Regions from separate parts of the Mus musculus genome. Here region 2 is linked to region 1. A link is a contact called in public Hi-C data. All regions are on one chromosome and are shown on one strand. The core of a region is the stretch at or near the end of the contact, and the rest is flanking DNA. Distances in the headings are between cores, read along the strand shown.

Region 1 (5,358 bases), core at 1,670-4,169:
TCCCAGCAAGCACCTGGCAGGCAGAGACTGCGGATCCCAAGTTCAAAGCCAGCTGGGGGCTACACAGACATCTTAAAGCCACTGCGGTCTTATTTCAGAAACAGAAGGAAACACTCGGGAGACGGCGCTTCAATGCCACTCTGATATTTAGTGCTGACAATTAATGCCAAAACTCTATCACTTGAGTTTTGTCTTAAACTTATGTTTGTATGAGGGAATGGATGAAAGCAGAGCAATGAGTCCTGCCCGGATGCTGGAACGCATGAGGAGGCTCAGTGGGTGTACTTTACATTTCCCATCACTAAAAACAAAATCAGGACCATAATGGTATTGTTAAAAAGCCATCAGTAGACCTGGGAATGAAAGGTTCAAACGGACTCAGCTATTGGAAGCTCAGGCATGAGCTATTCACACTGTCTAAAGCAACACAGGCTGCGACAGTGGAATAAAAATATCTCCTAAGTGTCATTGACAGCACATGGAGGCCAACAGGTGCACTGCGACCTCACTTTGATTACTCACAACAGGACAGGTGGCTGAAATCTTTATCTGACCTAAATGGCAACCCAAATGGATGCTTTCTAAATTGAAGGACTGCAGAAAAGGATATAAAAAGCAGCTCAAGTACTTGTTCTTATAAAAATGTATTTATTTTAAAATCAGTCTATAAAAGTAGAAATCACATACAAAAATACAGATTACTGCGACATGTATTACCGCGACATGTTGGCAAAAATAGCTCACAGCTGGACTTGCGTAAGGAAGAACAGGTACTGTATGTCTGAGGGCATCTGGAGGCCAGAGCCCGCCATCAGCCCATCACTAATGTGTAAACAATAGTTTCAAGTAGTAGTTAGCACTCTTTTAACTACTAGGGGATTGAAGCATGACCATTCTTGTGTGACACTTAAAATGTTCTTTAGGTCTGAGCAGATGAAGGCACTTCATGTTGTTAACTAAAAGTTTTTGATGAAGTTAATAGAAATGGATTGTAGCACGGAAATACTCTACAGAGGTAACTGCCTTAATTCTTTTTTTTCTTTTCATTTTTTAAGAAACACAATTTGATCCCTTTGCTTCTGTGTATCAAGTGCTAAAAAAACCATATGTTATCAAAAGGTTTAATGCCCCGTGATTCTTAAACACTTAGGTGAAGTGCAAGCCGCGGCACCTGCTCTGAAGCTGCACATGCGCACGCTTCCCGGGTCGGAAGCTGCACATGCGCACGCTTCCCGTGTAGATTGCCGATGGACAGAAATCAGTTCAACCTAACAATTTTAGGTCCAGTAACCTAACGGGCAGTTTCAAGCGATTACTGTTTAAGACCACTTAAAAGAATTTCAAGTTCTTGATTTCAGAGTAATGTAAAAAATAACCGCAGTACTAAAGGAACGATCAGCACACCCGATCAGCTCGGAATTCTATCCGACTTTTCAGAAGGCTGACTAGAATAATATCACATTCCTAAAACAAAGCAAGTAAGTTTAAAAAGCTAAACAACCCACATATATTGTAACATACATTGATTATAAAGTTTAAAAAGCACACAAGTAGATTTTCTCACCTAATTTAAGATTCTGGAAACATGGTAGAATTCCTAAAAACATTAAAGGATACTTCTTCATATTAACCTGCTTTTAGAGAACAGCCTTTGAGGTTTTCAATCCTGCACCAATCCTGTCCTGCTTCCGGCTGTGTCTCTGTGTTTTTGTTTTCTCATTTAGAGTTTTAGGTACATCATGCACTCCTGTGCTGCTGTGAAACTAACCTCATGCCTGCACAGAGTTGAAATGTGTTAATCCCAGAAAAGACCACCTCAAATGCTACCAGCCTCTGCTGCTTTCCGCCCAGCTCACCGTACATATAGCTTATTCTTCAAAGTCAAGTTTTATAAAATACTGAATAATTAAATAGATAGAAAGTTATGACAAACACCATGAAGATTGTTAGCCACGGGTAATTTTTAAAACTTGGGTCTAAATAGACTTAATTAGAAGGGCACTTGGAAGAGTTGGCTCAAATGTCGCTTTTAAAAAAGCATGCTGAAATCATAGGCTCTCCTAAAATCTCCAAAGACCTGCCGCTTAGGCCCTTAGGGCACAGCACTGACAGAATCGGCTCTATAGTTTTGAAAAAGTAACACTTCGTGGCTGTCCCCCTCGCAAATGGTTCCCTAACATACATATAAAGTGAAGGCTAAGGCAAAGCCAATAGGAAGAGTAACCAAGGTCTCCAGCATGCGGACTTGCTGCCTGCTTTCCTCGTTCCAGAGGAAACACCGCCCTGCGGTAAGCACTTCATAGACAACTGGGCTTTTGCAGAGTCAGTCGGCACTTGATACCCCAAATCTCCAGGTTCTTCTTGCTGTCCATAGTTGGCCTTGCAATGGTGGTGAAATAGGCGCAGTTAATCTGCAGCCGAGGAAGAGCTTCCCTCAGTAGCTGAAGGGTTCCCTCTGGCACGATTCCAAAAACTTGTAGCGTTTTTAGTGTAGGAATTTCTCCAAGTTCACTGCAAAGGAAGAGCAAATTCCAGGAGGTATGGCAGTTGTCAGACTAGTTATTACAGCCCATTGTCTATCACTTATATTGGTCTACAAAATGCAGCCTACTGACATCATCTGTAAGAAGTGATTTATGGAAATAATCCAGGGGGAAAAAAAGCGGGGATATAAAGCAGCCTGACCCGCCGTGAGGGTCCAGACCTGACCCGACCTTTGGGTCCAGAACCAAGCCTGTGCGTTTCATTCAGGGCGGCTCCCGTGGAACTATGTAGTTTTAATTTTTTATTTCATTTTTATTTATTTAATTTTTTAAATTGAGCTGGAATTTGCCACCTTTCTTAGTCCACATAGCTCTCTGGAAGGTCTGCTGTGATACGGGAGCTAGCAAGCCAGACATGGTCAACATTTCACTGTGATGTAACACATGGAAGTTAGGTATCTGGCCATGATCTTTCTTTGAACTATGCACTCTCAACAGAGGCCACCCACAGACCTGATGGCGGCTTAACAATGGTTCACCGAGGCCTTGCTTCACCGAAACCCACCAGTGACTTCCTTAAGGTGTTCTCTACATGGGATTACACAGGCTACATATAAAAATCTGGGATACCAACTTACAGCAGACAATGACCTTTTCTTTCCATATTTTTCCCCTATTACTGGTAGACAGGCCTTTTTTGTATACATTTCATGTTACCCGATATACAGTTTTGTTATCGGTGAGATCTGAGGGTCACACAAACGTGACCCTGATTATCTAAAGAAAACACTTTCTGGGTTTTGGTGCCGATTCTTTTTAAACAGGTCTGTATGCCCAGCTTCATCTCCCTGGTCTGTGTTTGTTCTAGGTTGGGACATAGTGCAAAGTCGAAGGACAGGGAATGTTTATTTTGGAAATTCAGCAACCCCCATCCCCACCCCCCCAGGGGATCAGTGAGCACAGCAGTGACCTTTATGTTGTCACAGTCAATATGTAGTCAAATAAAGCCGGTTTGTATTGTCACTTGGCTGCCAATGGCTCAGCCTTCCAGCATATTCTATACAGTGTCCATGCTACTCACCTGTCTGCACTGATGCCCCCTGAATGGCTGAAAGCAGATGGTTTGTTAGATCTGAGGCCCATCTGTGCCGAGGCTCCATGGTCATCCCATTACCCCTCTAGTGTATGAATGGTAGAGGTAAGCACCACACTGTCTACTGCATGTGGTGGGGTACAAGATGCAGAGTAAGTTGGTAAATAGAAGCAGGACGTAGAAATGAAATGTGTTGGCTTATAAGGGGCATCGAGTTCAGGAGGTCACAAGAGATCAAAACAGAAGAGGAACACATTCCATCTTTGAACTTCTGGAATGTAGAAACAAACAAAGAACTGCCATGCACTGTAGACGAGGTTACACCCATCACCACTAAAGAGGAGAGCAGTCCCTAGTACAACTCCTATGTGACATCTGAGAATGGGGACACTTGGGAGAATTCAGGTTCTGGGATATCCAGGCAGCCAAGCTCTTTGTCATCTATGGTGGATAATATTTAAAAGAAGAAGCTCGGTGGGAGTAAGGAAAAGCGAGTGTTGGCAGATGGCAGAGGGAGCTTCGTGCAGCAGCTCTGGGAGGCGCCTCCTGGCCATCCATGCAGGAGGCAGGATGAGACCCCACCACAAAAACCCATCACTGCCTCTTGTGTGCATTGGCTACAATGCCGGAAAACCAGTCAGGGGCGTCTGACTTTTCAGCATGAGAGGAACAGGATACGTTTACAGGATGCTCTTTAATCTGTGTAAAATAGTTAAGATAGCATCTTTTAGGGCTCTTAGTTCAAGTTTAATGAAAAGGCAGTCATCATACAAGAGGCTGAGGCTGGATCATAGGCCAGCTTAGGGAATGAATGGTGAGACTTGATCTCAAAAACAATAAAAAGACACTAAGTCAGGCCTTGCCCCTTCCCATCTCTGAGATAGGACATGAGCTATTTTTCAGTGTGTTTCCGGCTGCTGTGTGGACAGTGTCCTTGAGACACACTGGTATTTCTATTAAGAACTTCTGATGTGTTCCTCACCTCAAAGACACTAGAAGATCCTAGGAGTTGTGGATGCTAGAATTCTGCATTTGGGGATTTGTATCAGAGTTCCATGCATGTGAATTTGAGCTGCAACATTTGCATCCTTTTTAGGTAGTGTTTTTCTAAACAGGACACTAGCTAGCCAACACACATGAGACTAGTTAAAATGATTGGTTTAGTCACATAATTACCAGACTTCCCAATTTTACCGAATTCTTTATAGATCATTTATTACTGAAACTGATCTAATCCATTCATTTGAGAAATAATTTGTTTTTAAATTCACCATTTCTAGGTAGGAAGAATTAAAAACTGGCATTCTGATAGTAGGATAAATAGTACCATACTCTCCTCTAAGCCAGATGACTCTTCTGCAGTATACCCGGGAGAGTGCAAGGTTCTAAGCCCTAGTGGTTTGCAGTGAAACTGCTGTACACTTTTATTTGGTGTAAGGAAGACTTTGGAATGAAGTAAGCAATGCCTGCATGAGATTCTTAACTTTCATGGACCTACATAAGATGCCCTCTTTTCAGATAACATCAGGCTCTCATAGACCAGTTCTTCTCACCTCTTCTTACGATCCGAGATGCCCATCATTAGATTACAGGAATTCCCTGTGAGCTTTAAAAATGAATGGGAGATGTTTCCCACTCACATTGGGCATGCCTTCCGTGCTCTCTGTGGGTGCCCCAGAGGAAAAAGCCTCCTTCACAGACACTAGGATAGCATTCTAAGACAGTAGCTGTTAGTTAGTTAATAAGCTTAGTCGATTCAGGATTACTGGACATTCTGTGAAC
Region 2 (5,328 bases), core at 310-2,809, 170 kb after region 1:
ACCCATTATGACCTTCCAGTGCTGGGATTATAACTGCCTGTTTTTGTTGTTGTTGTTTTGTTTTATTTTATTTTTATTTTTATTTTTTTTAAATGTTAAATCTAGGCATCTGTACTAAAGTCCACAAATTCTTCATGCAATGAACAATTTCATCAGTCCTGAGATCTGATGTTTGAAACTAGGAGAAGATAGGTGTCTGATCTCCAGAAAAGGGAGAGGGAAAGAGGGAGAGGGAGGGGGAGGGGGAGGGGGAGGGAGAGGGAGAGGGAAAGAGGGAGGGGGAGGGAGAGGGAAAGAGGGAGGGGGAGGGAGAGGGAAAGAGGGAGGGGGAGGGGAAGGGAGAGGGAGAGAGAGAGAGAGAGAGAGAGAGAGAGAGAGAGAGAGAGAGAGAGAGAGAGAGAGAACTTTTGCTTCCAGAACCTCAGTGGACATGATGGTGCTCAGACACTTTGGGTGAGGGTGGAATTTCCTTACTCTCTTCACTGATACCAAAACTACTTCCATCTGGAAGGAGCCTCACACCTGGCCAAAAGTGATGCCTTCCTTACCAGCTGTCTGAGTATCCCTTAGTCTACTGTAGCTGACAATAAGTTAACCATTACCCTAATACATTTGAGAAATATGAGAACAAAAGTTTGACTGAGTTTTTGGGGGAAGAACACTGCAGTCCTCTTTCTCACACTATTTCTTCTTCTTTTTGTCTCTTCAGTTTTATGACTGTGAATTATACCAGAGTATCATGCTTAAACTCAGGCATAGACAAAGTCTTAGAGACACAAGACACACTGCTACAGAGTAGAGCAGAATTCAAGGCTGTATTCTGCATGCTTGGTAAATACAGAGGCAGATTCTTTTCCTGCTTTGGAGCTGGAAACTGCACTGGGAAACTTGGCTAAAGCAGTTTGGTTTTACACTGGAGTGTGAAGATGACTGCTCGGGGCAGTGTGCTCCTTCCTCCCGTGCTGATCTACAAGTAAACGGATCTGGACTCTGTCCTGAACTTGTTCTTGGAAGGATTGTGGAATAGTTCTGTTCTGTTTCATGAAGTTCATTCAGAATTGGAGGTTTAACAATTTTTTCTTCTGCCTTTTGGGTACATAGGCCACTAGCACATTTTCATGCATCTGTGAATAGTAAGACATGTCAAGCAATAATCTTGAGTGTTTTCCTTGAAGATTAGTTCATGATTGGCACCACTGGAGATTTAAAAACTTGTACCCAGGGTAATGAGCTCCAGACATGGCATTAGGATACAGATAGAGGAGTGATGGAGGAAGTAGCATCTTGTAAGCTTGTGACTAGGCTTGTAAAATGTCCATGGTATATGCCACTTTAGGATGCGGTCATTGACAGGGTTTGCCAAGGTCCCTACATTCCCACTTTAGAGTTTTTTGAGGCTAACAAGGAAAATATTGTGATTTTAGGACAAGTTAAAAATTAACTCTTCACCTGTTTTTTCTTTCAACACTAGTTAAGGAGGGTGAAACAGTATCCACTGGAAAGAGATTAGCAGAGACAAGGCCAAGGGCAAAAGGGCATTTGGAAAAAGAATATAAACTATTTTCTCCCTTTACCCCATTTCACGGCAACAGACAGTGCTTTGTGACAGAGCCTTACAGGATCCCTTAGTGGAGCACAGCTTTCTAGGTGTGCAACCTGTGCCAGGGCTTCACATGTTCTATAGATGGCTGCACATCGGAGTTGGCTTCTTGTGAGCTTCTTTCTCCTTGAGGTTCTTCTCTTGGAGGCTGCAAAAATCCTGACTATATCTACACTGAGTAAGTTCTTGCTGGGAATATAGAGTCTTCTTAAACTGTGATACCTGGGTTAACATGTTTCACAAAAATCACACATAATTGACCTTACATGAGATTTTTCTATCTAGGTGTAGACCACACCTGTGGGAGGGGCTATGGACTGTGTGTGCAAAGTTGTGCTCAGAGAGGACTCTACCCAAGGGAGAGAACAGCAGTAGATGGTGATATAATGTGATGTGGAAACAGCAGGAGGAATGCAGAGGGGGGTTTGTAAGAAAGGCTTCTCTACTGGGGTTTTAGTTGTGAGTGGGTGGGAGGCAGATCATGCAGTGTTCAGCCTATTTATCCCACAAAGGGAGCAGTGAACATTTCTTGATTTTTCTGGGGAAGCTAACATTCATAAACATTTTTGGTTTTGAAAGATGTTCTTCTATATAAGTACCCAGGCCTCAAAGTTTGCATGTCACCAGGACATCATCTTATTTCCAGGACCTGATATGTTACTCTTAACATCACAAATGTCCTGGTTCCATGGTTTGGTTTGGGGCTCATGATAACAGCAACTTCATGTACATGGATCACTGATAAAAGACTGAGCCAGATCTGGGTGTGGTGGCGAATGCCTCTAATCTCAGCACTCAGGAGGCAGAGGCAGGCAGATTTCTGAGTTCAAGGCTAGCCTGGTCTACAAAGTGAGTTCCAGGACAGCCAGGGCTATACAGAGAAACCCTGTCTCAAAAAAACGAAAACAAAACAAACAAACAAACAAACAAACACCAAAAACAACAACAACAAAAAGACTGGGTCAGGTAGGAGAAATACATATTAGTGCCAACAGGTAATAGGTCACAAGAAGCCTGTATATAGGCTTTGTGAAAACAATTTTCTTTTCAAATAGTCAATTTGTTTGGATTTATAGTTGAATAGGATGTAACCCAAGAATTAGGGCAAGAAAGGACACAGATATAATAGCGTGGCAGAGGTGAAGAAAGTTTTATCCCATTGTGCTAGGAAAGAATTCTAGCAGAATTAACCTTCAAACTTCTGCAAAGGATCGTAAACACTTAACTTCTAACCTGTGATCAGAACTCACTTATAATAGAAATTACCCAAAAGCCAAATTATCTGTCGTTTTATGGCAAAGCTATTGACATTTTGGGTTTAACAATGAATGGTAAGTTAGCCTCCACTTGCCCCTCTTCACTATTTCTAGCTACCTCAGTTAGATTTACTTCAGATTACTTTATGGAAAACAGAAGTTTTATTTTAAGTGCCGCAGAAGTAGTCATTATAAGGACTGGGGTCAAAGATTTTCCTGAGTCTTAAGCCCTAGCATTTTAAAACATTCTCAGTGGTAGGGGGCAGAATATTCAGAGACTTATCCTACATTTCTAAGGGTGATTATTAGGAATATTTTCTACCAAGTTACAACTGAGAGGATGAGTAGGCATCCTTAGGAGGGTTCTATGGGCCTAGGTGTGCTTTACCCACATTCTCAACAATTTTGAAGATGAATATGTGTTATAATTTTGTATTTTATGGCACATGTGTTACTTACTTTTTGCTTGTCTAGGATAATAGAATGCAAAAGTTAAAAGTGTACCTGTATAAAGGGATGTTTGTTCTCAGCTGCTCTCAAATGACAGGGCGCCACCCTCAGAGCACTTATAAGGATGGAGCCAGCAGACCTCAGCAGTGGAGAGGAACACAGACTACAGCCATGGACTTGAGCCTTCTTTGTTCCTGTTAGAGGCATACAAGGGTCACATGGGCTGCCTCTTGCAGGAATACAACTCACCTTTCCAATGTTGCATAAAGATTCTTTAGTTTTAGAGTACGGGCTTGCATACTAGTGTTAAAAATTCTGATGCTACATTCCATCTGCTTTTAAAAATACTTTTTTTTTTTTGATCATAACATAATTACACCATTTCCCTTTTCCCTTCCTCTCTCCAAACACTTGCAAACATCTCCTTGTTCTCTTTCAATACTAGGGCCACTTTTTTTCTAATTGTTGCCACATGCACACAAGTGCACATATATAAACATATATTACTAAATATAACCTGCTCAGGTTGTATAACGTTTTTAGGGATAACCATTTTGTATTGGATCAACAGTTGGTATGCTCATCCCTAGGGAAGACTATTTCTCCTACTCTAGGCATCTCTTTGTTAACTTTGGTTTTATTTTCTTGTGTGTGTGTGTGTGTGTGTGTGTGTGTGCATGCGTACATGTACAGAAGAAGTAATGATTGTATGGACCCCAGATCTTGATACATTAGGGTGATTTTTTTCTGTCCCACTGGCTTAGCTTGTGCAGTTTGAAGTTCTCTGTATTTCTCTGGAAGAAACCTTGCTCATGAGCATCCATTATAATGGTCCCCTCACTGGGCCCTCCTTCTTCTCAGTCTCTTGAGAGCAGGAGCAGAACTCCTTGGGTGTGGTAGCTCCTGTATGTGCTGTGTTCAGACAACACAAATGGGAATGGAAGGAGTTATCCACTCAGCAGATACGTTCAGTTTCCCTGACTTTTCTGCCCCAACTTAATTATTATGGTTCTTCGAGTTCCCAAACACTCTGACCTCTCAGCTTTTGTTTACAATTTCTTTTTCTTCTTTTCTTTATTTATCTTTCTCTGCTTCAGTTTTGGACTCAAAACAAAGTTCTAAAGAAATTGTGGCTGAGGAGAAGGCATCGGTGTGATGATGCTTGTTCCTTTCCCAAGGATTCTCTTTACTTAGCAACCCAGGGTCGCTGCAGAATCATGTTCTCTCAGTTTCTCATGCCTCTGGTGTTTTTCATGACGATTTCAGGGTGGTTTAAGTCTCATAGTGATCCTAGATAACATTTTTCAAAAGGGCATAAACTCAGGTCCAAGAAGAGAAACTTCTTAAGTGGGGGCTCCATACCCTCTATCCCTATGAAAATTTATTTCCCTAATATTTTATATACTGCATCTCTGTTCTCAGCAATAAGATAAAATTCCAGAGAAAGATATCACCCATCATATTGTAATGTATTTTCCATGATTACAACAATTTTTTGGAGCCCAAAGGACAGCAGTGTGGGAAAGATACAGTGGAAAATATACATGCACCATAGGATGAAGAATGTCTAAATTTTAAAAAGGATTTCATTTATTTTGATTTTACATTCATGAGTGTTTTGGCTCCATGTATGTTAGTGTATTATGCACATGGAAAGCCTGCGAAGGTTAGAAGAAGGGGTTAGTTCTCCTGGAACTAGAGTTTCATATGGTTCTGAGCCATCACGTGACTTCTGAGAACTTAAGCCAAGTCATTTCTGAGAACAGCAAGCACTCTTAACTGCCAAGCCATTTCTTCAGGCATGACCCTCAGATCTTTGGTGAAAGATTGCCATTGGCCAAAGTTCTGAGGGTCATGTCTTGGGTGTTACCTGTTGGGAATGACCCTGCTTGAATGTTAACTGCCTTGTCAGCAATAAGAGCTTACTTACAAAGTCTTGTCCTTAGTGGAAAAGTACTAGCTTAGCTGAGATTTCTGTGGGAAAAGTTGAGGCCTCTGTAGGAAAGTACTACCCCCAGTTAA

Evidence for each region. A called contact is a pair of places that touch in the nucleus more often than the background predicts.
Region 2: a Hi-C map of liver shows a contact between it and region 1, with 2.8 times the contacts expected there. The contact joins the promoter of Ugt3a1 here to the enhancer-like site in region 1. A contact is called at or near these places in 5 of 39 promoter capture datasets (the HPC-7 cell line, HPC-7-derived erythroid cells, liver and 1 more), 3 of 484 Hi-C or Micro-C datasets (the G1E-ER4 cell line, liver and myocytes) and 3 of 9 other capture datasets (adipose tissue, liver and pancreatic islet).

Annotation. Positions count from the first base shown.
Region 1 is chr15:9,111,357-9,116,714 of GRCm38.p6, forward strand. Skp2 (S-phase kinase-associated protein 2) reads right to left here. Exons shown (of 10, transcript NM_013787.3): 10 at 626-2,511. The coding sequence ends at 2,298. Among named protein-coding and RNA genes, the nearest start is that of Skp2, 26 kb to the right of the region's middle. Within about 2 kb of position 2,920, at least 4 of the 459 cell types and tissues checked have an H3K27ac peak or open chromatin away from gene starts, as enhancers often do. A contact at or near this core is called in liver, where this site is marked.
Region 2 is chr15:9,278,270-9,283,597 of GRCm38.p6, forward strand. It overlaps Ugt3a1 (UDP glycosyltransferases 3 family, polypeptide A1), which reads left to right and starts at 1,560. Exons shown (of 7, transcript NM_207216.2): 1 at 1,560-1,778. The coding sequence starts at 1,685.